Linked DNA regions of Mus musculus: regions 2, 3, 4, 5 and 6 are each linked to region 1. Evidence: chromatin contacts called from public Hi-C and HiChIP or PLAC-seq data. All regions are on one chromosome and are shown on one strand. Each heading gives the region's core, a stretch centred on a gene start, on an enhancer-like site or on the middle of the called end of the contact. The rest is flanking DNA. Distances are from core to core; before and after follow the strand shown. Region 1 holds the start of Ptprm (protein tyrosine phosphatase, receptor type, M). Region 2 overlaps Ptprm (protein tyrosine phosphatase, receptor type, M). Region 3 overlaps Ptprm (protein tyrosine phosphatase, receptor type, M). Region 4 overlaps Ptprm (protein tyrosine phosphatase, receptor type, M). Region 5 has its middle 11 kb from the start of Lama1. Region 6 overlaps Ptprm (protein tyrosine phosphatase, receptor type, M).

Region 1 (4,469 bases), core at 1,393-3,892:
AACGTGCACATAATGAACCGTACAACCCTCAACCTCCCAGAGCAGAAAGTGCCCAGCCTCTGTTTTCCAAAAGCCAGCCTGAGGGAGGGGGCCATGGGAGGTCCAGCAACAAGTCTGAGTTTTGCAAACAGGAACCTTGGCAACTTCAAAGTTTTACATTTTCAACATCTCCCAACAATCGTTTTTACACAGCCTTTCATTTCCCTTCTCCCCGCTAACATACAAGGATAATTCTAGATTTCCAAATAGAAAAGGAAAGGTGTTTCCATCCATACCAAAACACAAATAGAAATGACTTTCCCCCACCCCACCCCCCCACCCCCCGCAGCAAGAGGAAAATAAGGGTAAATGTTAGCTAAAGTTTGTTTTGCTAGTTAAAAGGATCCTTTAAGGATCTTTAAGAAGAATACCACTGAACCATACAAATACTTTTGCCCACCTCCTTAGACACGATTTAAGACTCTGCCACAATGACACTTGACACAGCTTAAATTTAAACAAACCCCATCTAAGAGACTTAGGCATGCTAACAGAGAGAAAACATCACCTAGGCCTTCAAACTTGGCTTTTAATACCGAGTTACGGGGCTTCCAAAGTGACACACGTTTACTTTATTATTTACTAATAAGAATACAGCCAAAATCTGTATCCACTTTTTATCAGACAGCTGTGAGTGCCTGCATCAACACCTCATCTGCAGTGAGATGGCCACACTGTTAGGGAGAAAGTAAGTAAGCTAGAGGAAGCGCGTTTCTCTACCGAAGTTGTCAGTTTGGGTTTCGTTCAACACATTGCACAGCTGAGTAGCAGCTCCTCTCCCTCTCTACCACCAACTATGCGCAAGGGTCTTGCTGCTCAGCACCAAGCCTGATGTAACCTATGTGCCTATTCCGTGCCTATGAATACAAAGGACTAGCATCCCAGGATGCCCAGAAAGGCAAACCTGATGCTTCCACTGGCCAGAGGTCTATGTGGCTTTAATGTCTGTAAATGGTACTCCTTACTTTCATGAAAGTTCCTTTCACCAATATTCTTTTTTAAAACAAATTTATTCAGCCTTCCCGAAAACACATAAAACCCCATTTTGCAATTCTTGTTCAAGGTTAAATGCGGCCCTTTTTATTAAAAGAGAAAGGTAACACTCCACTGCCACCATTGTGTGTGGACATTCGTGAAACTAATAAACACGAGGCAGTGTGCGCGTGTTGTCAGCGTTTGCCAAGCATCCACGTGCGTCCTCCTGGGACAGAAGATACCAGAAGCCCTGCTACTCTGTGCCACCCACCTTCGGTTTTGCTCCTGACCCCTGACTCTGGTCCAGATCCCTCTGTCTACACCAAGAGCTCCTCAAGGCTCGCGAAGCCTGGGTGAGCACAGCCTCCGGTTGGCTTGATGCACACAGCCAGTACGTGCCCCCTCCTTTCAGCTAGGACCCCCGCGCAGCTGAGCTGGGTTAGCAAGTTGTCCGGACCCGGGCTGCACACCTTTAGGGAGGCCGAGGATGGAATCTGGGCGCTCAGCCACAGTGGCGAGGGCTTGGGGAGCAGCAGATTCCTCTAGGATCTCAGAAACCTCCCGCGGTGCAGAAAGGGAACGCTGGCACAGCGAAGCCGCGCCACAGAGGGGACCCGCTGAGGTCGCCCACCGCGCCGGGCAGGGGGCGGCAGGGATGTCAAGTTTGGGGTGGTCGCCAGCTACACCTCTAGGTTTGACGCTCGCCGCAAGCTCAGCTGAGCACTGGCAGTCCACCGCGGCTGCCTCCAGGGTCGAGAGGCCCGCTCAGCGCCTACTCCCGGCGGCTACAGCTGGGAACTTTAGGCAAAGTTTTCTGCCCTTCCTGCCCAGGCCGCCCAAGAACACTGAGCCCCCATGCACAAGTCCAGGCCCTGAGGGTACAGGGGCCGAGATGGAGGTCCCTGTTTCTGCGCCCGTGCTTGTCCTGCGGGCTCCTGCGTGTACTGTACGGGCTCCGTGGCTCCACAGCTGTTTTCCTCCGGCCATCCGCCAGCCCGGCTCACCCGCTACGCGATGCCGGGTCTTCCCTGCCCCTGCCCGGCCCTGAAGCTCGCCTCGGACTTCTCCCACCCGGGTGTCGCCTACGTCCCAGGCGCCCCGGGAACGGTAGTGGTGTCTCGCTTACCTGAAAATGTTTCTCCGGCCGCAGTTAGCAAAAGTCCAGCTAAAGTCACCAGGCAAGTCCCAAGTGTCCTCATGGTGCTGAGTACGCGCCGGGCCGCCTCGGGGCGGCGGCGGCCGGTAGCCTCGGGAAGCCAAGGGAGACCCGAGCCTAAGCTGCAGGCTGCCAGGGTAGACGCGACAGCAGCGAAACACCAGACCCCAAAGTGACAACAGTTGCACAAGTCCGAAGTCCCGCGGCTCCCGGGCGTGGGGACGGCGTCCTGGATCCTCCTGCCCTCCCGCTGGCCCCCGCTTAGAGTCTGGCGCCACGGGGAGAGAGAGCGGAGGGCGCGCCCGCGGAGCCCAAATCCTCGCTGGGATCCGGTGATGAGCCCGCCTAAGCGCTACCCCTAATCGGGACCGAGCCGCCCGCGGCGCCGTGGCCGTGGCCGTGGCTGTGATCGCGCGCTTGTAGCCCGCCGCCTCTCCCACAGCCCCAGCCACCTCCGGCAGTGGCGCGCCGATGGCCGAGCCCGCGCAGGCTGCGCGCGGGGCTCCTGCTCCGCGACTGACTGGCGATGCCCCGCAGGCCGGCTGGAAGGAGCCCACGTCACGGCCGGGCCGGAGCCGCCGCGGCCCGCTAGAGGGCGCGAGCGCCCGTGTCCCCGGCCCCGGGCCAGCTCGGCCTGCGCGGCGCCTGCGGGCTCTGTGGGGCGGCCACCAGCAAGATGCGGGCGGGACCCGGCGGGCAGGAGCAACCTCCCGGGGCGCCACCCTCGACCCTAGCTCGCCTCCGCAGCGCCTCGGGTTTCCCACGCTGGCCTCGGGGACAGGGACCGCGCCCCAGCCAGAAGTTTGTCCCGGGTCACGGACGGCGAGTAGTTGGAGCGCGCCAGGCACGGGGCGGTAGTGTCCCGGGCGGTGGCGGTGGCGGCTGGCTTGCGAGCGCCGACCAGGAAGAAGCCAGAGCCGCCAGCGCCCAGGGCCGCTTGATCTGCTGCTTTCAAGGGACACACAAGCCTCTGTGCCCGAGCCCCGCGCCTGAGAAGCAGGATGCGCTTCTGCCGCTCCACTGCGTGGTGTCGCCGCCAGTGCGGCCCGGAGCTAGGAAGACAGCAGTTGCATGGAACCATGGATTGGGCAGAACCGAGGATTTCTGCAGCTGGTGCAAATGGAGAGTGTCTTGAAACATTTTAATTTGCCGTTTGGGGTCTGAGACGACTATTTTATTAAGTGAACACAAACGCTATTAATGATTAAATTAAAACTCAAATTCAAGATTTTATTTCATTTTATTTTATTTTATTTTATTTTATTTTATTTTTAAAAGCCGTTCTTCATCTTGCTCAGAGTACAGCCATTAGGGCACCTGTAGGTTATTTACCAAGCTAACTGCGGGCCATGCTGGTTAAACTAAGATCCCAATTTGTGTTGTGATACATGCAAGTAGGTTAGTGCTCAACAAGAGCTCTTACATTGCTTTCCCTGGGGGACCTTTACACTGTCTTTGGCTGCTTAGTGGTGCTTTAAAGACCAAAGAAATAAGTGACTCTCCCACTCCTCTGGTTTAAGGCTCTCTGGTGGCCCCAGAACCGGCCAAAGATGACGTTTGCGATCATCTCCCAGGACATATGTGACCCAGTACTTTTATGTCTTCCAGACCAAACACAAGACCAGCTTGTTTTCAGGCAGGAGTCCTCATGAGGCCTTCCATTCATAAATCTCAGTGTTAACCATTCACTTGCCACTATCCTATGCCGCCACTAGCCTTTATCTGAAAACGAGCCTGCTGGGCTTCTCCTGAACTTGGAAGGGAATTTTTGAAGTCTCATACTTAATTCAAAAGGATCAACAAGTGACAGAGGTTTAATCCGCCACTTGATTTTCTTGATGAAATTATACCTTATAAGATAATTGAGATTTGCTTTTTAAAAGCGAACGGTGACAGACACACCCCCCACCCCATTTTGATGCTTGTGGGTGCATCCGTAAAAAAGGTAAAAACCAACTGCGCTCTCATTGCTTTCCCGTAACATCTTTATGTTGGATGAAGAGATTGATATCATGTAAAACTCCATTCCTCACATGCGTCAATTCTTAATTATGTGTCAATTCTTTCTTTAATTAATAATTAATATTTTTTTTTACATTCCAATTGCTGCCCTCCCCCTCCCCAACAATACAATTACTGCAAACCACAGAGGAGGCATTGTGCTAACTGCTGAAGGCTGTTTTGGGCTGGTGGCTCCTTGAGAAACAGACCCTGGGCTAGGGTGACTTTGACTTGAGGTGATTCCCAAGAAGGAGAGAAAAGAGACTAGGGACAGAATGAGGACAGTGTCTGGTGTACT
Region 2 (4,469 bases), core at 599-3,098, 490 kb before region 1:
CAAAGCTTAGGGGGGGGGGGGTCAAGCATCTTTCCCAATTTGCTTCTAATAAGATGTCATGGCTGAGTGAATGTTTCTCTTTTACTGTCCCTTCATCCATCCTAAATGGATGATGGGCCAAGTGCTGGCTGATTCTGTCTGAACATTCCCATAATTGCTGAACCTTTTTACAGGCAGCTATCACTGAAATGACCTTTATTCCAGTCTTCTACAACAGAGCCTCAACTAACCATGCACTTGAACCAGAGGTCCGAATTAGTTCCTGAAGCACACATGAAAGGCTTCTGGACCTGGGCCTCCCTGAACAGAAAGAAAATGAGACTGTGTGAGTTAAAAATGTCGACTCCATTTTCCTCTGGCTCCTTCCCATTACCCTTGGCCAAAGCATGGATAACGATACTATAGTTCTTGAGAGGTTTCTGTACAGAAAATGTCCTTTTTGAGAGGAAGTCTGCTCAAATGTGGAGCCCTGCCCTTGGGGCTATCAGGTGTCCAGGGGAGACCATTTCTCAAATGTTCCTTCTTGAATTCTGAGATGGGGGAATGACATGCCCAACCCTCACAATTGTAAAAAGGGCTCTTGCAGCTTGGGTCTGACAAAACAGAGAAAATGACCCAAGTTCTGGGCTAGCAAACACTATATCATTCTTAGTCCATGGCGGTCCCAGATAGGAGCGTGTGAAACCATGCAGTATTTCAAAAGCAAGAAAAATAAAAACACACACACAGAAATGTCATTGAGAATTGGATTTGTACATTTCCTCTGTGCAGGGAGGAGATGTTGGCTAGAAATAGCTGTGGCAGTACTGTTGCCTGTTCATATTATTTCTGAACTGCCTCTGCCATAAATCACAGTGGGCCTGAAGTCACAACAAATAAAAATAAGGCCTTGTGAGCGTGAACAACTCCCTACAGCTCCCACAGTGGGTACAAAGTTCCTAGGCACTAAGTAGGCAGCTCTCGGTTTCTAGTTTAGAGTTCAGCATGTTCCTCAAGTCCTTTGTACTGGGACTGGAGAGTATGGCTCTATGAATAAATTTCTGCACAAAGAACTTTCTGGAAACAGAGCCATGATACTTTAATGGTCTCATTTTTTTCCCCACATGTTGTCTATCCATCATGGCCACCTTTCTTATAATTACTTTTCTATCAAACTCAAAACTCTGTTGGATAAAGTACGTGGCATATTTGGACCAGGCTATCTTGGTTCTTTATGTGGCTGTGATGGGTGCTGCTAGCTTTTGAAAGAGACAAACTAAGTCCCAATGGCATAACTTGTCAGTGTGTGTATTTTGTGTGAAAGAGGGATATTACCAGTGCAGTTGGTTGGGTGAGTACAGTGGCATCAAGAGGAGGTGGCCCATGAAGTTTCAGTTTCAATGGAAGATTCCTAATGTAGGCTGAGCTGTAGGATCCACACACATAGAATATAGGGAAAAGATGAAGGCAGCTGGCAATGAAAGTCCATTTCCAATGGCCTCCTTAGGGAGGCATGTGACATGACATCATAACCGAGTATCCAATGTTGATACTACTCAATCGTGTAGGGTTAGTACGACCTGGTGCTTTTCCTACTACGGTTTCCATTAGGAGACAAAACTCAAAACTCTGAGACAAGATAGGAAGCACGGAGCATTGCAGGAAGACAAGCCAAAGCACAGTGCCATGTGGAAGAGCACCCTGAGGCTGGGGTATGCCATGCTTGCTATGGAGGTGGGCAGCTCTTTCCCTCCTCACCTTGCCGTGTAGACAGCTGCTGGGCTCTGCCACCAAGGAGGCACTGATCCCTCATCTCCATTCTGAGACTTTAATTGCAGCAGGATGCTGCTGCCAGATGCTAACTGGCTGTTGTTCTCAGCCTCTCTGTTCCCCACATGTTGGGCTCCGACTGTGAGCATTCCCTGAGTCTGCTGGAGAGGATCCTGTGGGGGGAAGGCATCTGGCTACAGGCTGTGGGACAGCTTACACTCATTTCAGCTGACCACAGCTCACATTGGGTAAGAAAATCCTTAGCTGACATTAAATCATAGTTTTTAAAGGCCATTGGGAGATACAGCTGGTTTGTTGACTCTTCTGAAAAGCATATAGCTAGAAAGGCAGCAAATAACATGATCTCAAAGTCTTCCAAGTCTCTGGAAGAGAAGTCAGCTGTCTTACCATATTACTCCATAGCTTTCCCCCCACACAACTTTCTAATTAAAACTTCTCAATTCCCTGTTGCTGGTTTGCTGTTTTGTTTTTGTTGTTGTTGTTGTTGTTGTTGTTGTTGTTTTTTGTTTGTTTTTTGTTCGTTTTTTTGTTTTTGCTGTTGTTATTGTTGTTTTTTGTTTTTTTGTGCTTGTCTGCCTGCCTGCCTGCCACGGCCAGCATTAAGTGTCTCAAGGGGAAGTGGCTGCCTGTCGGAAAGCCAAAGCTTTGAGGAATATGTGAAGGAGCTAGGGACTGGCTCTTAGGATGGGTGTCATGGCCAAACCAGACTGCATTACTCCTTATGAGGGCAACAATATCACCATCATACGTGGGAGCACTCTGAAGATGACGTGGGTGTCTCGTGCCCAGCTGGGGCAGTTTGACAAAACTATAGCTGATTGCAGAAGAGCTCAGCTGGTCTCTATCTTGTCGTCACAGATGGTCCCCTGGTCCAGCAGCAGCAGTGGGATAAGAAGGAAAGCACAAGAGGAGAGCTGAGGACTGGGAGGTTGGCTGTGTCATGAACAGTGTCACCTGCACTCAGGTCTGTGAGGTGGAGTGAGGGCTTCATCAGCCTGGACAGGAGTTAGCTTCAGGTCGGAATGAGCTCAGCTCAGTGAGCAGGTTGCAAGTATCCACACTGCTTCTTTTCATTCATTCTATTTTTCCTGACTGTGCTCAATTACCTTCATCACAAACACTTTACATGAAACCTATCTCGGAGTGTTGATTGCCCTAGGATAGCTAATAAGTCAACATGTATGTGCTAATTCATTTAAAGAAAAAAATCTCAATTCTATGGAAGGAAAATATGTTTACCTAACTCCCTTCCCCTTTCGTTAGCCACTGCTAATTAGTATTCTCGATCTCTCCTGCACCTCCCTCCTTCTCTCCTTTCCCTTTCTCTCTGTAAAAATATGTGTACATATATATGTATGTATGCACGCATGTGTCTTCACTGAAACATATAAAATTTCTAGGCACGATTACTATCCTTAAACACTACGTCAGCCTGATGGAAACACAGGCTGCCCCGCCATTAGAAGAAATGTGAAGTTCAGTGTTAGCTGCAGGTCTGAGACAGGCTGGACGCAAACATGGAGTTTGAAGACTGGCAGACTTTGGAACATTTAGATGCTGGGTTTTTGGACACAGAGTCTCATCTAGAGAAGCCTATTCATATATTATTCTAACGCTTCCCTTTCCCCCAAATCGACTTCTGGTTCCAAGAATTCAGATAAAAGCCACATAACCTGTAATAGTCTCAAATAAGAAAAGAATGATTGTTAAAGACCATTTAGCATAAGGTTAATTATTTTTATTGTATGTGCCTGGGTGTTGTGAGGGTGCACCATGTGTGTGCTTGGTCTCCAGGGGAACCAGATGAGCACCTCAAATCCCTATAACTACTCACAGCTGGGAGCCAACAGCTGGGAGCTGGGAACAAGTCCCCGGGCTCCTGTGTGCTTTCAACCCCTGAGCCAGCTCTCCAGGCTTGCTCCGAATGTTTTTGTCTGCTTTTAGTTTTCTTTATCTGAGCTCTCGCATGGCATCTTAAGTCTTCTAAGCCTCCTTTAACCTACAGTGGTTGTCCACTTTCAAAAAAATTGCCGAGAGTGGAGTTTAGGTATTCCACATGCTCTCCCCTCAAGGTAATGGATATGCTAATTAGCTGGATCAGCCATTCCACAATAAATACTTATTTCCAAGCATATATGATACAAACTTTAGTCATTAAAACTTTTAAGATACTACTAACCAACCAACCAACCAGTCAAGCAAACAAAGAAACAAACAAAAGCAATAAACCTGGCCATAATTTTCTAAAAGGTTGGTCTTGAATACATTTTAAGTACAACACTGCTCATTTTATTTTTCAAGTATATAATTAACAGTAAAGATGCTTTCTGATCATGGGATGATATATCTCTCAGTTTATCTCTGAATCCAGGCGTCTCACAGTAGTGAATAATACACAGAAATAATTGCTGTCCAGTGAGCTTCAGAAAGGCATTTTCTGTGAACTCACCTGGACGTGGCCACTGTTGGCATCTTAACCCCGGACTGTTAAACTAAAAGTGATATATCTTTTATTAATGTAATACAATTTTAAAATATTGATGCTCACATGTCATCCCTGGAGATTCTGGGGAGGCCTGGAGTAGAATCTGAATCTCTGTTCTAAGAAAGAAAAAGAAAAAAAGAAAGAAAGAAAAGAAAAAGGAGGAAAGAAACGAAACAAGCATCCCAAGCTTGAGAGGCACCGCCTCATCGTAAAG
Region 3 (4,469 bases), core at 1,420-3,919, 380 kb before region 1:
CAGTTACTTCTAAGCAGATAAATGTTATTTAAATATTTTCCATGTTTAGAGCCTCCTGTGTTAGTATTTAAAAATCTTTTCATGATCACATGGTTTTTCTGCTCAAAGTTGTTTATATATCCGGACAAATGGTTTTTACAACAAACCACATTCGAGTCTGCTAGATTGACAGCTATACTATAATTACTCTTCTGTGTTTCCGTCAATGGCTTGTTTTGTTGTTGTTATTGTTGTTGTTTTGTGTTTTTAAAAGAATTCCTCAGTATCAGAAAATGATTAAGGCATTGGTTCTTAGTTGAAACCCTGGTCTGAGGACTGGGCCTACATCTTGTGGCATGGTATTAACATAGTACATGCTCTCTGTTCAGTCTTCATAGCCCTCCAGAGACAAGCATCCTCTAACCACATGTGTGTGTTCTCCTTTGCTCGTCCTTCACAGCATCTTGAGGATGGAAAAGGGTAAGATAGGGAACATCCAGATGACTCGGTACCCAGGAGGACAGACAGGGGATGGCCCTGGAGGAAATAAAAGTTCTCTTCTTTCAGAGATTAGAAGGAGAGCAGCCGGAAATGACTTCTGCTCCTTCCATTAGAGCATCACAGGCCGTCCAGCTCACTCCCATTTAAGGCCAGTTGACCTCCCTGCTGGGCTAACTCCATGCTTTGCTGTCAATCTCCTGAAAGCTAGCCTTTGGTTGGTGACAACTTCTCTACTGCTGTTTTTCCCTTTTAACACTAAGCTCAAGTGTAATGTGAGGCAGTTCAGTTTCCCGATTCCATATCTAGAATGGCAATGGAGAATTTTTGCCTATTCTTTCCTCATAATCCCAAAAAAACAAGTCACTGTTCCCTTAAGAAATGTTTCATGGTCATTTATCCCACTGTCTTCTTCTGTTTATCCCACTGCTTGTCTTCTGTTTAATATGCCTTTATGTCTGGCCTATTCCATTTACATATGGATGACAGCACCAACTTTTTCCTTTAGATGAAAGCACCTCTCCTGATCTTACAAACTCCACTGGCAAAGGCTCCAGACAGTTTTCATCTTGTAGCCCAGAAGCATGAAGAAGGGATGAAGTCACATGGCCATCAAGAGTCTCTTGTCTTCTCACCACATACCATCCTTGTCTTGTTCCCTGTACCCTGGTCTGGAGGAGGGGTACCTTGTTGGAGATTTCCTAATGTGCAGGGCTATACAAAGTTACATGCACACACACACACACACACACACACACACACACACACACACACACACACACACACAGTTAGCACCAACACTGGAGAGCACTGGAGCTGTGACTCATACATAGCAGGGCCGTTTCCTCTGCTTTTGTAGGTTCCTATCCTTTCTTTATAAAACCTTGCCAGACTCTTATCCCCTTGAGCCAAATACCAATGAAGCTGCCACATATAAGGGCTAGTGCACGGCTATTCCTCACTGGAGTACTGTGCCCCATCAGTGTGCGGTTTGTTTGTTAATTCTGTTAGTAGCTGAGGTCTGTGAGGTATGTCATGCGGTGTAACATTTACTCAGTGACTGCTGTTAACTCCAGTCATCCTTTGTATGGTGGCAAAAAGTTCAAATTTTCATGAGTATACACAGATAGCAATTATACTGGGCTGCTGATACCTTTAAAAAGAACAGCAGTCTATCTTCTCAAGAAATGTGGCTCTTTCCATCCTTTGTGCTCCATTCTCAGTAAAGAGGTAGACTACCCACATGCAAGTCATGGTACAGTTGGAACAAATCTACAGACATTTCTTTTAGACTCGGTGGCCAAGGCTCATGGGGAGGTGGGGTTTGGGAGTGTGTATGCCAGGGCAAATATGAGAAGGGGGTGCCACCTAGCATTGACCTTGTTGTCTTGGAGCAGGGGTTGTACAAAGCACTGATTGATATTGTCAGACCTATCCTTTTAATGGCCTCATTGATCAGAACTTCTCACCAACACACTGTGAATGCTGGGAGATGTCTTCTTCTAAGCTGTGGGAAGCAGAGAGATTAAATGGTGTCCTTAGTCAAGGATAACAAATTCAAGAAAACAAACCACATTTAGGTGGGCAAATAAGGCCAACAGTCACAAAGAAGACCTGGTGGTGGTGGTGGGTGATCAGTAACCTACTTTATTGCCAATAGGTTCCCTCTTATGTTCGGAATACTTAATAAAAAAAAATACAACTGTGCTGATGTAGACAGACACAGGAGAGAAAATAAACGCAAGACAGAGGAGACTCAGGGTGAGCGCTATTCTGCCACCTCTGTCCCAATAAAAGGTGATTGAAGAATGTAACATTTGGATCTGTAGAAGCTTTCTATTACGGTCATCTCTGTTTTTACAGATTCATATTCTTTTCAATGTCATTTTTGGCTGGAATTCGCACGCTATGAAAGCTACCCATCTTAAAGTGCAGAATTCAGCAGCATGGGGCACTTTCACCAAGTCAAGCGGCCATCATCAAATCCTAGGTTCTATGTAGTTTCAGCCCCTTAGAGAAGGGCTGCATATCTCACAGGTCTCTTCCCATTTTTTTTTACACCACCTTTGCCCCCACCACCCAAGCCTTGACAACCACTAATTTATTTCCCTTTTGTATAGACTTGACTGAGCTGAACAGTTCCTAAAACTGGAATCACACAGTAAGTGGGCTGCTGTGGCTGCCTTCCGTATTTTTAGCATGTTTCTAGCACTCATCTGCTAGAGCCAAACTGAGCCTCCACCGTCTCTTACTTACTGCCAGATAATATTGTGCTTGACAGATACACTCCACGGCTTTGTTTCATCCATTCATCAGTGGATGGGGACTCAGAGTTCTTTCCATTTTGGGCTTTTGTAAATAGCACTGCTATGAACATTCATGTACAAGATTTGTGTAGACACATTTTTATAAGTTGTGGGAGTATTCTTAGGACTGTAACTTGGAGCATAATTACTATATATTTAACCATTTGGTTTTCCAAGCTGATGATACTCTTTTATATTCCCATCAAAAAATATATAAGGGATCAAATTTCTCTGATCCTTGTCACATCTGTTATTTTCTGTTTCTTACTTTATCTCTTTCTTTTTTTTTAAATAAAAAATAGCAATCCTATTTTTCTAATAAACATGATGCTAAGATTCTATTGATATGCTTAATAGGCCCCTTGTGTATCGTCTATAGAAAAATGTTTGCTCAAATCCTTTGTCCCTTTTCACTCGATTTTCTTTGCCTTATTGATTAAAAGGTTCTTTGTAGATGTTGGATATCAGTTATTTGCCAAATATATAATCTGAAAAATACTTCTACTATGCTTTGGCTTGGATTGCAACACTTTAAATTTGATTACATTCGATTTGTCTGAAATTTTGTTCCTTCTGGTTCTGGTGTCTTATCTGAAGACACAATCTAAGATCACAAAGGCTTATGTCTATACTTTCTTCTGCTAATTGTATGCTTACAGGTCTTGCCTTAGCTCCTGCCTCCATCCTTTGCTTGGGTTTGCATGTGCTGTGGGGTTCAACTTCGTTCTATCATTTTTTTTTTATTTTTGATGAGATCATTCTTTCCCATTCAAAGATTTTGACATCCTAGATGAACATCAATTGGTCAAAATGTAATAGAAGTTTATGTCTAAAGTTTTAACTCTCTTGCATGGATTTGTGTGTCTACACAATGCCAGTATCCCAGAATAGTGATTACTGCATTTATACAGTGACTCCATTCTTGAGTTAAATACTCACACTCTTGATTGACTGGGAAAGCTGATCAATCTCTACTTCTACTTCAGGTAGGCCAACATGCGTGAAGCATACAAAAAAGCATTTGTATCTTTCCTGCATTTGTATCTTTCCTGCATTTGTATCTTTCCTGCATTTGTATCTTTCCTGCATTTGTATCTTTCATGCATTTGTATCTTTCATGCATTTGTATCTTTTATGCATTTGTATCTTTCCTGCAGTACCAGAGGTTAATAAATCACTTTCCATTCATCTCTCAGAAAACATCAGCTGAGAACCACTGTTTTTCTATTGGAAAGGGAGATGAGGAAGACACCCTCATTTACCACACACTACTGGGCCCTAGACTGGTGTCTGTCTTGACCTGTAAAGACTAGAGCAAGTGCTGACTCGGTTCCTAATGGCTTGCGGCCATCTTTCCTACATGATCCCAACCTCCTTTAGTGCCCTATTTGGAAAAACTGAAGGCCATCCAGTGTTTGCTGATGGTCATATCAAGTACCATGGCTTTGCTATCTCCCAGTCTGAAAAAGGGGGAGGGTCCGTTGATGAGAGCATTAGTAAAGGACAAACTTCCCATGGACCAGCCTGGCCTCTTAACTTTTGTCAGCCTCCACTTCTCTGACCCTCCTGGATCCTTGCTTTCTCTCTTAACACCTCCATTCTTTTTTTAAATGCCCAGTGACCTCTATAGAAAATTCCCCATTGCAGTTATTGCTGGTTAGAATGTATCTCTATCACATTTATGTT
Region 4 (4,469 bases), core at 528-3,027, 340 kb before region 1:
CAGGGCCACATTTTATGAGGGAGTTTAAATCCCACTGAGGACATTTGTATTCATAAGAGTTCATGGGACAAAGCCACGGAGAAGTAACTCACACAGTAGGAGCTACTGGCTATACAAAAGACACTTAGTATTCAAGACACACCATCTGGGTGGTAGCCAATAAGGCCTGGCAGAGCTGGTTTGGAAGAGAATAAATTATGTATTCCACCCTGTCCCCCATCCCCCCCCCCCAAGGTCCCAGCAACCACAGATATCCGCTGGAGGAGGACATGATGAGATCTCTTCCTCACATTCTGCTAAATCACCGTAAAACCAAATAAATTAGGTTCCTGCTTAAACATGGAACTCCACAGAGCCACTGTGATCCAGGGGACTTTCTGAAAGACGACCCCATCTCGGTTACGACTCCTGAAAGTACCTTTAATAAGGGAAAAGGCCACTTAGCCCATCATTAGAGAATAGAACGGCGTAACAGACCAAAGACTGAAGCCAAATTTAGCTGCATGATGATAATAGCAGAGGCAAAACTTCTGGAACTTGAGACCAGGAGAGAGGAAGATGTGTGAGTAGCCCTGGGTGAACCTGACATCAAAGAGATGACCCATGATAAAAGCATCAGAAAGAGGAAGGGAGGAAGGGAGGGAGAGAGGGAAGGCGAAAGGGAAGAAGGAAGGAGGGACAGAAAGAGGAAGGAGAGGGGAGGGAGTGTGGGTCTTGGTTCGCAGGTTGAGGGTACAGTCTTAAAGTAAGCAAGTCACAACCTTGGGAAAAGGAGGTGGCTCAGAGAACATTAGATGTCCCTTCCCAACTTCCCCTTTCCCTGTTCATTTCATTCTGAACTGAGTTCATGGAATAAAGTTGATCGTATTCAGGATGGAGTTTTCCATCCCGGTCATCCTGATCTCCAAAATCTCTTCAGGACATGCCTCTGAGGGTTTGTATCTGTGGCAGTTCTCAATCTCAGGGAGTTAACAGCAGAGATCAGCCACCACACCTGGCCAGGGTAAATCCTGCTAGCTTTAAGGCTTTGATGCGTGGTCTCTGGGGTCTGTATGTTAAATGGCCCGTGGTAGTATCTGGAGCCTTGGAGAGCTGGGGCTTGCTCCAAAGTCCTCTGATCTTACTTGGATGGATCCTTTGAGGTAAGATTAAGATATTCCATTCTTTCTGTGCTTCTCTGAGATAAAGCTGTACCTGCTGCGACATGTTCTCATTGGGACTACACTTACCACAGCCTGTAAGGCAATGGGTCAGTCAACCTCAAACTGAAATATCAAAAACTTAGCCATATCTTTTTCTTTTATGAAATTGAGTGCCTCTGGTAATTTGTTATGGTAACATTAACAGGAATAACACAAGACAGAGTCTTGGTCCGAAACTATAAGCTGGTAGGTATCCACGTGCAATTTAGGGAAAGGTCTTCAGTGTGCTATTGAACTCACCTGTAACATAGCAATCATGTCAAACTCAACCACAGGACTGTGATGGAGTTACTTATGTAAATATTTTTGCAGAAGTAATCTACATATTAAAATTAAGCAGAACTTCTACATCAGAAGGCTAGGGCCAGACAACAGAAACTCCCCGGAGAGAGGACTTTGGGCGAGGTCTCAGAGTATTAAAAGACAGGAAGACATGATGACTTTCCAGGCATACGCTCAGATGAGGTTGGACAAGCAACCCAGCTCATTTGTAATGAGGCAGGCCTGATTCTTGCAGGCTGGGCTATGACTCACTCACAGCTTTGCTGGCCTGCCTTCTGTGTGGTACCATGGAGGTGTTCTCTAGTCATGCCCAAAGGACCATCCTTTCACAAGCTCTGAAATAAATTTAGCACCAAGCTCTAGAAGCAGCCAACACCCCTTTGGAAAACACAATATAACATATGCTCATCATTTACATAACCAGACAGCTGGAGTCTACAGAAATGCAAATTCTGCCATCACTTAAATGTGAAGTGGAAGAAACTCTTTTCCCTGAAATGCAAGGGAGAGGGACAACAATTTGAGGGAAAGGTGATCAACAAATCCAACCCGGTGCACATAAAACAGAAATTCAAATTTCCTCCAAAGGTACACAGATGGCGCGTACACATATGAGCTCTATGTGTTTAGCTTCTGGGGCTTCAGCATGCAGCCATGTGGCTCCTGAGGACTCTCCAGTAGGGTCTCTCCACATCAGAGTGCATTCCATTGAGTGGAGTTCTGGAACGCTCCCCACCCCCCACCCCCACCCCTGGCCTTTATCTTTCCTTCATTCTGCTTGGATTTTTTTTTCTCTTCTCATGGAGGCAGTTGGTTGGTTGTTGGACTGAATTACTGGGAGCTACAAGCAATATTAACCCAGTCCAACCTTATTTTTGCAACTCAGTTCAGACTCTGTAAGCGCCCCGTCCCCCATAGGCAAGCAAACAGCCAGTCAAAATATGCTAACTTGTGCCAAACGCTACTGACATGAATTGCCTGAGCAATCTTTCTACCCAATTTTCTATAAGACAGACATCCCTCACAAGGTGCACACACACACACACACACAGATATTTATCCAAACACACATAATTTGGGAAAAAAAGGGGGGGAGGCAACAGAAAAATCCAGCAATTGCAAAATTACTGTTTCTATGAGTCTCTTTCATTATTTTAAAATAAAGCGTTTATCCAACATGCAACCTCTTGATCCCCATCTCTAATTGAGTGGCTGCCTTGAATTTAAAGCCCAAGTTGCTTTCAGCCCTCAGAATAGTCCCTTAACTCATTCTCAAATCATAGAGAGTGATTTAGATTCTAGAATGTTCCGGGGACAGCTGAGATGTCTCCTCTGTCCTGTTCTCTGGGGCCATATTAGGCTCGTGGAGGTTAATAGGTCAGTCTGCAAAGAAAGGATTTCTATTTCTTCAGAGAGATATATGTCCTCTGTACAGCCAACACTGGCCCAGCAGAAAGAGTTTCAATAAGTGCCCCTCAAGGCTGGAAAGATGCACTCAGCTCCCATGTGCAGAACTGTTATAGTATTCCCTGAGCTTCAGACAGGAAATGAGTGACTGGCTGAACTCGGAGCTCCTATAGGGAAGAAAAGGAAACTGAATGTTTCTCATCTTTCTTCCCCAAATTTCTTGAAATAGAATGTCCACAGGCAAAGGGCCAAGAGGTAGGCACAAAGAGAGCATAATTAAGGCACGCCACTTGCGTGTGGGAGGCCCTGAAACATGTTTGCAAAGAAGCTGTCGAACAAATGCTGCAATTATATGGATGTAAAGAAACACACCATCTCTTAGAAGCTTTAATGAATGCGCGTGATGTAATTAAGTCCCTGAACTTCCTTTGGGGATTTGAGCTTCTATGGCTGCACTTTACAGAATTAAAAACTGTTGCTTTGACTAGTAACCACTGAAATGACGCAGCAGGTTGGGTTGGTGTCTGAATGTACCTTCTGCAGGTAGGACAGGCAGGAAGCCACAGGCTCCCCTTTCATTTTCACGTAGAGTACACCAACCCTGTCCTCTCTACTGGAAGTACAAGGCCTGCAGTTATTAGCCATGGTAAAATAAAAACAGTATGCTTCAGTCAGTTCTAATTGTCATCTTGACAGAAGGTACATTCACTTGGGAGATGGACCTCTGGGGAGATATTTTGACTATGTTATCTGAGGTGGGAAGCCCTAGACCACTGTGGGTGGCACCATTCCTTAAGCAGAGAATTCTGGACTGTAGTAAGAGTAAAGAAATCCTTACCCCTCATCAAGGAGGAGTCTGTTTGCAACAGACAGAAAACTACAACCAATCAAAATGCAGAGGCATGGAGTCCAGCCCTAACTGATACATCTACAACACAACTCTTGAACCTATGGCTCAGAGATCATGTGGAGGAAAGGGCAAATATTTTAAGAGTCCGAGGAACAGAGATTTTGCTGTGAGATCGCGTCTTCTAGGAATATCAGAAGCTACACCCATAAAACCTTACGAAGACTGTGAGGGCATTATCTTCATAAGGACAACACAAACAGACATGTTAACATAGATGAGGGGTAGGTGGCTCACAAGGACTCAACTAGACACAGAAGAATGGGCAACTACAGAATGCTCACTGTGGGAGAAATAGTCTTCCCCAGGAAAAAGCATGGCGGTGGATTATTTAATACCAAGTGGTCAGCCCTGGAAGCACATACCTAAGAGTGCCAGCGCAGGCCAAGAAGCAGAGAAAGGTGAGGACCACCTGCCCTGAGCATCACTCGGAGTGCCCTTTATTCTGCCTGTGCTCCTAGTCCCTGGGACGGTGCTAGCCACAGCCAGCTAATCCCCCTGAAACATCCAGAGTGCTCCGCTCACCTGGGCTCGTCAGAGTTCCATCAAGTTGATAATGAAGACTAACTGTAACATTAGCCACAATTTGCACCCCACTCTAGGAATCCACTATGGAGCTGTTATGTCTTTATAGCTGCAGAGTGCTGGGCCCTGCTCACTTATGTCCTTAT
Region 5 (4,469 bases), core at 751-3,250, 330 kb after region 1:
GTTCAACATAGACAGAAAAATATTTTTCTTCAGTATCTTTAATACACAGTTGGTTAAACCTCTCTAGATGTAAAAATCAGGGCAGTGTTTTCAACAGGGATGGGATGAATAGAAAGAAGGAAGGCAAGAAGACAGGCAGCAGGAAGAAAAGAAGGAAGGAAGGAAGGAAGGAAGGAAGGAAGGAAGGAAGGAAGGAAGGAAGAAGGAAGGAAGGAAGACATTTTGTGAGTGAGGAAGGTGTCTTATCAGGAATGAGGGTGGGCTTACATGCATCAATTTTCCTCCTACAATCACCTACCATTTCTGGCTTTTCTAATACCATTAGGTAGACCCCAGTCATCTCTGTTAGGAAAAGAATTGGGTCAGGGGCCAGTTTCTTAAGCTGACAGCTGGCCAGTGGAAGAACTACTTGACCTACTTTCATCTACCCAGAATGACTCCAAGGGATGGGAAAGATCCTATGCCTTCTTTAAACATTGACCACCTTGGACTTGAGTTAAATGGGGGTTCATCGGCAAGAAGGAAGGTGTGCTATAATCAGCATTATCTTCTCTCCAGGGTCAGCCCAAGAATACAAATGCCCTCATTAAAATTAATCATATAATTATTTTATAGTTACCCAATTTTCGTGAATAATAATTAACCATTGGGCCATTCCTGATAACTAATCCTGAACGAGATACTAATGGAAAAACTAGCTCTCCAGTTAGAAAAACGCACACTGAGCCATCCCAGCAGCCGAGTGCAGGGAGCAGCAAGCCTAAGGAAGATCGGATTATGCCGTGACATTGTTTGGAACATGTGGTGTGTGACCTTCCTTAAACCCCCTTCCCGTTCCTCCATACGGGTTGTTTTAGTTTCCGTCCTTGGCTGTGCAGTTCACCCCTCTGCTTTGAAGGGATGACATTTCTGGGCTTAGCTCTAAGAAAGGGAAGGCATATGGAGTTCTTCTCTCGGAATGTTTATTTTTCTCAACATGGAGCTCCTTGCACCTTCTCTAATATCCTACTGAAAGTCCACCGAGCACCAATGGCTCTCATTAAAGTGGACCCATACATTACCCACACCCTGCTTGTATCGCACATTCTGGATACATTACTTTGTATGAGTGAGTTAGAGGGCTACACATTAACTTCTCTTCTGCTAGCCCTTGTTCATTATTGGCTCTTGGGAAAGAATTGGGGCTTAAGTGCATGAGATACGGCAAAGGCTCCCTCTAAACATCTGCCATCTGAGAGAGATAAGCTAAGAGAACAAAAGTCCCCCGTGCATTGCCCCCCTCCAGCCCTAAATACCTCAGGAATGCAGGTAATCAGAAAACAAACAAGTCCGAGTCTCAAAATCTCAGTCTCTTCCCAGAGTTAATAAACACAGAACGTTTTTGCTTAAAGAAGGTGACTCACTCGGAGGACTTGATTGAATGGTTCTGGACCTTGGAAAACAGAAGCTAAACTATTGCCCACGGTGTGAATGAATCAGGTACAATGAATAACACTCTTAGGTTTATTCACACTCAAATGTTTGTCTCCTGGGATACACACTTTCAATTGAAAAAATGAAAATACCATGGCCTTCAATTTTAAATCTTGTCTGTGGCTTCGAGGAAACACAGAAGCTAAGCCTCCTGCAGAGTCCTCAATATTTTATTTTATGTATATGAGTGTTTTGCCTGCGTGTATGTCTACATATCATGTCTGGGATCCTCAGAGGCCAGAAGGAGGTGGCAGGTCCCCTAGAGCTGGAGTTATAGGCAGTTGTGAGATGTCATAGTAGTTCTAAGAATAGAAGGCCAGGTCCTCTGCCAGAGCTGCAAACACCACTAACCACTGAGCCATCCCTCCAGCCCTGCCGTCTAGAAGTTGTAATGATGAATGTACCTTAGATGCCCGTGAATGGCTGACATTCTGACTCCTGTAAACCACCTCTGAGCCTTGAACAAACGTCTATAGAAAGGGCTCTCTAGGCTCTACTCGCCCACGGCATCTCTTATCCTAAGCTCTCATTCCACACCTTGAGTACGTCATGCTTTACCTCAGGTCATACCTGAAGCCCCCTAGGTGAGGGATGGAGGCATGGAGCGGGGGATAACTTCCCAAAGCTGATCGGAAACAGGTATTTTAGATTGAGCCTTGGGGCTAGGGAATCAGGACTCAGGAAAAGCCCTAAAGGGCTTGTAGTTGCTGGTAGCAGGATCCAGGTGTGTGACCCTGACGCACCCTTCTCAGAGCGTAGACCCTAGGCCTGAGTTCTTCCTCTTAGGTTTCTCCCACCCAGATCCTGCCAGTCTTGAGAATTTCTCCTGGTCTGTACTATCCCCGTTTCCTGGTGTGTGTAACTCTTTTCTACCCATGAGCTCAGAACAACAGTCTACTCTCATGTTATGTCATAACCAGGTGTGACTAATGTAACATACATGTCAACTTTAGCAGCCAGGATGTGGCTGACTCAGTTTCCTGACTTAGTTGCTTGAAAAAATGTGCTTTAAAAATAAACCTGCAAAGCCAGGTTTTGTTGCCCACGTGTTGTGATCTTTAAGGCACTTGGGAAGCTGAGGTTGAGAAATCAAAAACAGCCTGTGGTAGATAATGATTCACTGGGGAAAGAAAAAAGGGGGGAGGGGGAAGGGGGACAGGGAGGAGAGAGGGGGAGGAGGGAAGGGAAGGAGAAGAGGGAGGGGGAGGAGAGAAGGGGAGGAGGAGGGGGAGGAAGAAGGGGAGAGGAAAGGAGGAAAGGAGGGAGGGAGAGGGGAGAAAGGGAGGGGAGGAGGGAGAGGGAGGGAAAAGGGGGGAGGAGGGAGGGGAGGGGGAGGGAGAGGAGGGAAGGAAAGAGAGAGGGGGGATCGAGAGGGAGGGGAAGGAGGAGGGAGGGAGAGGAGAAGGCATCTCTATCAGATCAGCCCACAGTGATCCAGACCACTTTTTATTGTTTTTCGTCCCTGCAACATGACCTTGCATTGGACCCTCTTTTATTTTTTCTGCTTCTCAATATCATACAATCTTTGTCATGTCCCATGTTTTGGTGAATCTTTGGGGGGTGGGGGCTTAGTTCACATCTTTGTGTGTGTCCTAGTTCATTTGTATCATTATTCCTTATAGACCCAACATCTAAGAATTATAACCCTTTGGTATCTATCTGACTTGGATTGGAGCCCTGCCTTCCTCGCCTTTAGAACATTGGCTTTTCAAATTAATCAATTCACTAAACCAAGCCTTTGTTTCCAGGTGAATGCCTCCAGTCTCCTTGATGGAGATACTTACGTTGAGAAGAAACGGTGCTAACAGGCGTACAGTCTGGTCCTGTCTGCCTGGAGATCAATCAGCTGCTGGGGCAGGAGAGCCCATGGGCTGCCTCGCCGATCTATTCATTACTGTCTAGATCACCCACAGACAGCATCTGCTCTCTACCAAGAGCTATAGATCCCTGCCCATTCCTGTTCCTTGAGATATTTTGTTCTAATTCTAACACTTACTGGCAACATTTGACTACAGTGGACTCCTACACTGAAGCCCCATGCACATGGCTCCTCCAAACATCTATTCGGTGCAGACACATGGGAAAGCCCAGGGAAGGTACACAGAAGGCCTCTAACTGGCTCACACATGTGATCATCTGAAGGGAGAAATAATGACTGTTGCTTTAAAGCCATGAAGTCCAGGCATGGCTTTGCAACATGACGGTGGAACTCACTTCTAGGGTTTAAGCACAGTTTGTTCCTTCTGGAAACGCCTGGAAAGATGTTACTGCCATCCCGTGGGATATGCATAGCCTTAGGGGCAGGCTTAGGTCAGTTTAAAGAATTGATGCCTTTAACTCTCTTTAGATTCTTTTTCAAAATGGGTTATAAAATAAGGGTACCCCTGTATTTTGTTTGCTTTGCAGATGCTACTTTCTTCAACTCCCTGCTACGAGTAGAAGCCACAAAAGGCTCTGGCCAAGGCCACGTCCACGAGCTCCCCACCTATCAGATTTGGGAGACAAAACAAACCTCTCCCCTTTATGAATCACCTCATCTCAGATTTTCTTCTAGCCATGAAGACAGAGTAGACACCTGTAATTGGTTGATTGATTTTTGTTGGCTGGTTGGTTGGTTGGCTGGCTGGTTTTATGGAGAGAAGTTTTGCTCTCTAGTTCATTTTGACCTTGAACTTCAGATCTTTCCAGCCCATCTCCTCTCCTGAGTGCTGGGACTGGAGACGTGAGATGTGCGTCACTGCTAAGCACTTCTTAACTGTGCAACCTTTAGCAAGCTGACTTCTCTAGTCCTCTGCCTTTACCTGTAGTCCTGAAGACCAAGTAGTCTAGCATAGTACACTCTTAGAAAATACGTGCTCTGTGATTTCTCAACATCTCTCCACCTGCCTAGTGTTTTAGCCATGAACACCATTCTGGACAAATTTTGTTCTTTCTCTTTTCAAATTTCCTATTGCAGCTTTTACCACCCAGGCCCAGGCCTCCTCCCAGCCCCCTTC
Region 6 (4,469 bases), core at 1,348-3,847, 300 kb before region 1:
GGAATCTCTGCAACAGGCTGAATAGCCAGAATAACAGAAATAGGGAGCTCTAATTGCAGAGAAACCCTACCTTCACAGAAAATGAAGAACAATCAAAAATACCATTTAATGTTATTGGGCTTACACACAGACAGACAGACAGACAGACAGACACACACACACACACACACACACACACACACACACACACACACACCACATACACATGCCCATATGAATAGGATGCACTCAGACATATGCAAACAAAAGTAACTGCTGAGAAAGGACAGTATCAGTCCACAGTTTTGGAAATATTCGTAAATCGTATAGCCGAGAAAGGACTTAGATTGATAACACTTCAAGAAACCCCACAATCCATTAACAACTACAAAAATTCCAATTCCAAATTGGGCATAAGACACAGGTGTTTCTGTAAAGAAGGAATGCAAATGGCCAAGTGGCACAGGAAATGATGTCCAGCATCGCCAGTCTTCAGGGAAATGTAAATCAAAACTACAGTGTGATACCAGTTCACTCCAGGTAAGACAGTTTGTTGTTAGGTACATGTTAGATCCCAAGTGCAGGATGGATGCAGGTGCTATTCTGCCAAAAACTAAAACTAAAATTACCCCATGAACTAGCTTGAATGTGGAGCTGAAAGAGTTTCTCAGAGACATGATGCTATTGGTCAGAGCAGCACCAGTCACAAGCTCACCCTCCACACAGGTAAGAGAATTGCTTTTGACTTCAGAGAGAAGGAAGTTCTGACACATGCTACAATGTGGAATATCCATAAATATGTTACATTAGTGAAATGTAAACCACATGCTATGTTACATTAATAACTACATTACATTAAGTGAACCCCATTAGTCATAAATGGTAAAACCTGAATGCTTCCATTTGAAAATTTTAAAAAGGCAACTTAAAAGCTGTACAATTGTATGAATTAGAGACAAATATCATCATTACTTTAGTATACTGTAGATTTGTTTTCATTGTCAAGTTTTATTTTAAGTTAAGTAAAATCTGAAATGATGCCTCAACCCACACAGATAAGTTTATCTTCCTTTAAACACTCTGGGAGTTCTGCAGACATTTTTGTATCTTATATATTATTGGGTAGCTGATGAATAAAATATTCATATAATAAGAACTTTGACTATGAGACTCCAAATATCCAACAGAATGCTTCTATTTAATTTTGTGGTACCATGTGGCTTTTATAGGATGAAATTATTTTTCTTACTAGGTAAGATTTTTAATAAAAAAATTTAATCTCACTTTTATTATTTTTTAAAAATGGCTATTGAGTGTTCAGCCCTTAAGGGGGTATCTATCCTTCCTCTAAGTCTAAGGGGAATATCACAGAAAAGGGATCAGAGAGAATGGAGAAACTGGACAGTGGGGAGGAGAGCCAAGTAAGAAAGGAGGTCTTGTGGACATGAGCTGACTATTGTAATCACAGCCTCATAGCAGATGTGGTGACAACCCAGAGCCTGGGTGGGTCTAGACCTCCAGTCGTTGTCTGGGGAGGAGCTCAGTAGTCCCCTGGAGTTCCTACACACCATGCCTACTGAGGCAACAGGAACCTTTGGTTTAAGTCATAGCATAGCCATTGGGTTACCTATGCTCCAATGGTAAGTTCCATAGCCCTGGTTAAACCCAGGAAGTCACACATATTTAAAACCAACAAAAAGTGGGGGGTGGGGAGCAAGTATGAAAAGACTGTAGGAACTATATGTTATGAAATCTGCAGCGAATACATTAATACTTACATTTAAAAATTCCCTATTACACACCAAGTCATACAATATGCTGACCTATGTGCAAGATAAAGATGATCCTTAGGAGATATAAGTGCAGGTTTTTCAAAAGGGAGTCCTGAAACCTATATCAGAAAAGAGTCAGTAGGTACCACTAAGATGTAAATGAGGGGGGTTACATGAGCATACTTAAATATCTGTCAGATTAATCACTCAGATGATGAACATCCTCTATAACCTTGTACAGGTATGTAAATCCCATCTTGGAACCCTTAGCACATCCCACTGAGCACTTCCCCTTTGGCTGAAAGAGGCAGAAACAGTCGTAGAAATAGAAAGACTCCCGACCTGTCCACACTTGCCTGACACGTGAACAGAAAGCCAAACTGCAACTGTAACTGGTTTTCAGGGAGAGACTGAGGGATTAAATTATTTCATTTGCAGAAGCACTTGGGTCTCCAGAGTTACTTCCCTTGGCTGGAATTAGCTGGTAATTGTGAGGAGTGGTGGCCTGCTCTGATCCCTGTAACAGTTGGAGTTGCACGACGTCTAAGTCCCTCTCCCTGGAGACCTGTTCTGTGGCAGCAATGACTAGGCAGAACAATGTGTTAAAACCGGAGGCACTGTCAAGAAGTCCGGGCCATCTGGGTAGGGCCACCTTGTTATATCTGAACAGCTGAACAATGAGAACACATCTTGGGGTGAAGCTAGGAAGTTGCTCAAGTGACTTCTTCCCATATTTTCCAGGCGTAAGATGAAAAGCAGCCCGATTAAACGCTGCTGCCCCGCCTCTTAACAAAGACAGCACAGTGCACGGTGACCAAGAACAGGGATGTAGTGTGATCTTTGTGATACATCCCATCATGGAAGACTGCCAAGAGAGGACGCACAGCATGAGAATCACATGGCCCAGGACAGTCAAAGGACTGCAGCTCCAACATTTGTGGAAGTTCATGAAAGGCTCATAATGACAGGACTCACAAAGAAATGGCCTCGCTGAGTTAAATGTGACCCTTTGTGAGTCCCAGAGCATTTTAAAGTGTATTTATTCCAATGTGAGCAAGCCAGAAAAAAGCACTGCTAGTAATTTGAATTATCCTTACAACCTTCTTTGGGCTCTAAGCTCACTTGAGAACTTCTAAATGAGCATGATTTACCACGAGAAGGAGTCGCATCAAGGCTTTCGGAAATATAGATGCCACAATCAGAGATGATGACTGAAGGAAATTGAGGCCTGGGAAGTGAGCAGCAGTTGGATTAAATTAATCCATCTCGGGCGTGTTCAGAGTGGTTGAGCTCAGTAGATGACAGGCAGGGACCTTGCACAGTCATGCAGGTGGGGACTGGATATTGTCTCATCTCCTACAACAGGAAGAGTTGTGCTTATCTACTTTCAAGCAGGCCCCACTGTAAGATGCTGAGGACACTCTTACCATGGAGGCCACTAAGGACCATCATCAGTGCAGGCAACAGTTTCTCCCATTGAGTTTACATGATCTAAATGGAACCTCTGCCAGATAGCTTAGCGAATCCAGTTTCTCCAGCCCATGGCCTTTTCTGCTCGATAATTAAGACACAGCTAAACTGCAGAGGAGCAACAAAGGCTATTACCATCTGCTGCGTTCCCCTGGGGGAATCTGAGGGAGGGCCACACCTGCCTTGCTTTCTCATGGGAGAGCCTCGGATTCTTGAAAACCCCATAATAAGCACTGAGAAAAACAAAAACAGCATTGTGGGGATTAGACTTCTTAGGTCAGTGGACGACGCCAAAGCTTCTCTGCTACCCTCTGAATGGATCCATCCTGACTGGTTGTCCAAACTCAAAGTCCAGTGTTACCAACCCCAGCCTTAAGGCTGCTGTGCAGGAAGCCCCCCCCCCCACCCCTGCCCAAACCCTACTTCTGCAGCTTCATTCCAAATATGCATCAGAGTCTTTGACCAAGTTACATGAAATCAGTAAATGACTTTGGGTAATTAACTCATTCCGGGATCTTCCTAGACACCTCACATATTCTTGGGGTACACAACGTAAACCTTTCTCTTTAAATTGGCGTGACCCAAAACCACACCAGGCTGCAACACACGATGCAGGCTTTCCGCGGTCTCGGTCTGAACACTTAGATTTGTCAAATGGATGCAGCTGTAGACGCGTAACCGACTAAAACAATAATGGATGTGATTTTCACCATTCAGAGAGTTAGACAGTAAATGGTTCCTATAGCAACTGAAGACAGTCCACTCTCTCTGCTCCTGGTACTTTCCATGTGGTAAGTGATGTTAAATTTATGCTTTAATATATATGGTGTAAAATACTCAAGTTAAGCTTGCTGAAGGAACCATAATTTTACCTCTTTACAAATCATTTTGTAGCTTTTATACCTAATAACGAAACGGTTCTGATATACAGTTCTGATTTTCCCCTCATTATCTATAAATGAAGCTAAAAGCCACCAGAAAATGTAGACCGTATATGACCAGCCCTACCTCACATGCCAGAACAATGCACATAGGTGCTCAGACACACATAAATACAAGGTAAAATCATAACTTAATTGGCAACTTAAATTCCTTCACAAAGGTCACGAATCCTTGACAATGTCTAGGTTTCCCACTGTGCTTTGCAAAGAGCATTGCAGGTTAAGAGACAGTTTCTATACTGGTGTCTTGAGTATTAATCCTAGCTCGTTACCAACAATGTGCCGATGTGCCCCAAGGTAAGAGAAC

The links. Hi-C and Micro-C count contacts between places; a contact is called where the count stands out from the background. HiChIP or PLAC-seq counts read pairs in DNA pulled down with a chosen protein or histone mark.
Region 2: a contact with region 1 is called in an H3K4me3 HiChIP or PLAC-seq map of embryonic limb bud, with 4 times the contacts expected there. The contact joins the enhancer-like site here to the promoter of Ptprm in region 1. A contact is called at or near these places in 3 of 39 promoter capture datasets (the 3T3-L1 cell line, hippocampal neurons and liver), 1 of 484 Hi-C or Micro-C datasets (myocytes), 10 of 115 datasets of contacts at active chromatin or transcription factors (cardiomyocytes, craniofacial prominence, embryonic basal ganglia and 7 more) and 1 of 9 other capture datasets (embryonic stem cells).
Region 3: an H3K27ac HiChIP or PLAC-seq map of heart atrium shows a contact between it and region 1, with 5 times the contacts expected there. The contact joins the enhancer-like site here to the promoter of Ptprm in region 1. A contact is called at or near these places in 6 of 39 promoter capture datasets (the 3T3-L1 cell line, 3T3-L1-derived adipocytes, embryonic stem cells and 3 more), 1 of 484 Hi-C or Micro-C datasets (ventricular fibroblasts), 3 of 115 datasets of contacts at active chromatin or transcription factors (embryonic forebrain, heart atrium and neural tube) and 2 of 9 other capture datasets (adipose tissue and liver).
Region 4: a contact with region 1 is called in a Hi-C map of cerebral cortex, with 2.0 times the contacts expected there. The contact joins the enhancer-like site here to the promoter of Ptprm in region 1. A contact is called at or near these places in 4 of 39 promoter capture datasets (the 3T3-L1 cell line, the SN4741 cell line, hippocampal neurons and 1 more), 3 of 484 Hi-C or Micro-C datasets (cerebral cortex and stem cell-derived neural progenitor cells) and 9 of 115 datasets of contacts at active chromatin or transcription factors (astrocytes, embryonic forebrain, embryonic hindbrain and 5 more).
Region 5: a contact with region 1 is called in an H3K27ac HiChIP or PLAC-seq map of extraembryonic endoderm stem cells. The contact joins the enhancer-like site here to the promoter of Ptprm in region 1. A contact is called at or near these places in 2 of 39 promoter capture datasets (both in embryonic stem cells), 9 of 484 Hi-C or Micro-C datasets (embryonic stem cells, extraembryonic endoderm stem cells, myocytes and 3 more) and 8 of 115 datasets of contacts at active chromatin or transcription factors (embryonic stem cells, extraembryonic endoderm stem cells, neural tube and 3 more).
Region 6: a contact with region 1 is called in an H3K4me3 HiChIP or PLAC-seq map of neural progenitor cells, with 14 read pairs. The contact joins the enhancer-like site here to the promoter of Ptprm in region 1. A contact is called at or near these places in 1 of 39 promoter capture datasets (the 3T3-L1 cell line), 1 of 484 Hi-C or Micro-C datasets (uterus), 5 of 115 datasets of contacts at active chromatin or transcription factors (embryonic forebrain, embryonic stem cells, forebrain and 2 more) and 2 of 9 other capture datasets (adipose tissue and pancreatic islet).

What each region holds. Positions count from the first base shown.
Region 1 is chr17:67,351,817-67,356,285 of GRCm38.p6, forward strand. It overlaps Ptprm (protein tyrosine phosphatase, receptor type, M), which reads right to left and starts at 2,643. Exons shown (of 31, transcript NM_008984.2): 1 at 2,141-2,643. The coding sequence starts at 2,213.
Region 2 is chr17:66,859,878-66,864,346 of GRCm38.p6, forward strand. All of the region lies in intron 14 of Ptprm (protein tyrosine phosphatase, receptor type, M), which reads right to left. It also overlaps the pseudogene LOC115488805. Among named protein-coding and RNA genes, the nearest start is that of 1700016K05Rik, 150 kb to the left of the region's middle. Within about 2 kb of position 1,849, at least 9 of the 459 cell types and tissues checked have an H3K27ac peak or open chromatin away from gene starts, as enhancers often do. A contact at or near this core is called in embryonic limb bud and neural tube, where this site is marked.
Region 3 is chr17:66,970,477-66,974,945 of GRCm38.p6, forward strand. All of the region lies in intron 7 of Ptprm (protein tyrosine phosphatase, receptor type, M), which reads right to left. Among named protein-coding and RNA genes, the nearest start is that of Mir5709, 54 kb to the right of the region's middle. Within about 2 kb of position 2,670, at least 8 of the 459 cell types and tissues checked have an H3K27ac peak or open chromatin away from gene starts, as enhancers often do. A contact at or near this core is called in heart atrium, where this site is marked.
Region 4 is chr17:67,010,239-67,014,707 of GRCm38.p6, forward strand. All of the region lies in intron 7 of Ptprm (protein tyrosine phosphatase, receptor type, M), which reads right to left. Among named protein-coding and RNA genes, the nearest start is that of Mir5709, 14 kb to the right of the region's middle. Within about 2 kb of position 1,778, at least 20 of the 459 cell types and tissues checked have an H3K27ac peak or open chromatin away from gene starts, as enhancers often do. A contact at or near this core is called in cerebral cortex, forebrain and stem cell-derived neural progenitor cells, where this site is marked.
Region 5 is chr17:67,684,386-67,688,854 of GRCm38.p6, forward strand. No RefSeq gene overlaps it. Among named protein-coding and RNA genes, the nearest start is that of Lama1, 11 kb to the right of the region's middle. Within about 2 kb of position 2,001, at least 16 of the 459 cell types and tissues checked have an H3K27ac peak or open chromatin away from gene starts, as enhancers often do. A contact at or near this core is called in extraembryonic endoderm stem cells and trophoblast stem cells, where this site is marked.
Region 6 is chr17:67,050,499-67,054,967 of GRCm38.p6, forward strand. All of the region lies in intron 5 of Ptprm (protein tyrosine phosphatase, receptor type, M), which reads right to left. Among named protein-coding and RNA genes, the nearest start is that of Mir5709, 26 kb to the left of the region's middle. Within about 2 kb of position 2,598, at least 15 of the 459 cell types and tissues checked have an H3K27ac peak or open chromatin away from gene starts, as enhancers often do. A contact at or near this core is called in adipose tissue and neural progenitor cells, where this site is marked.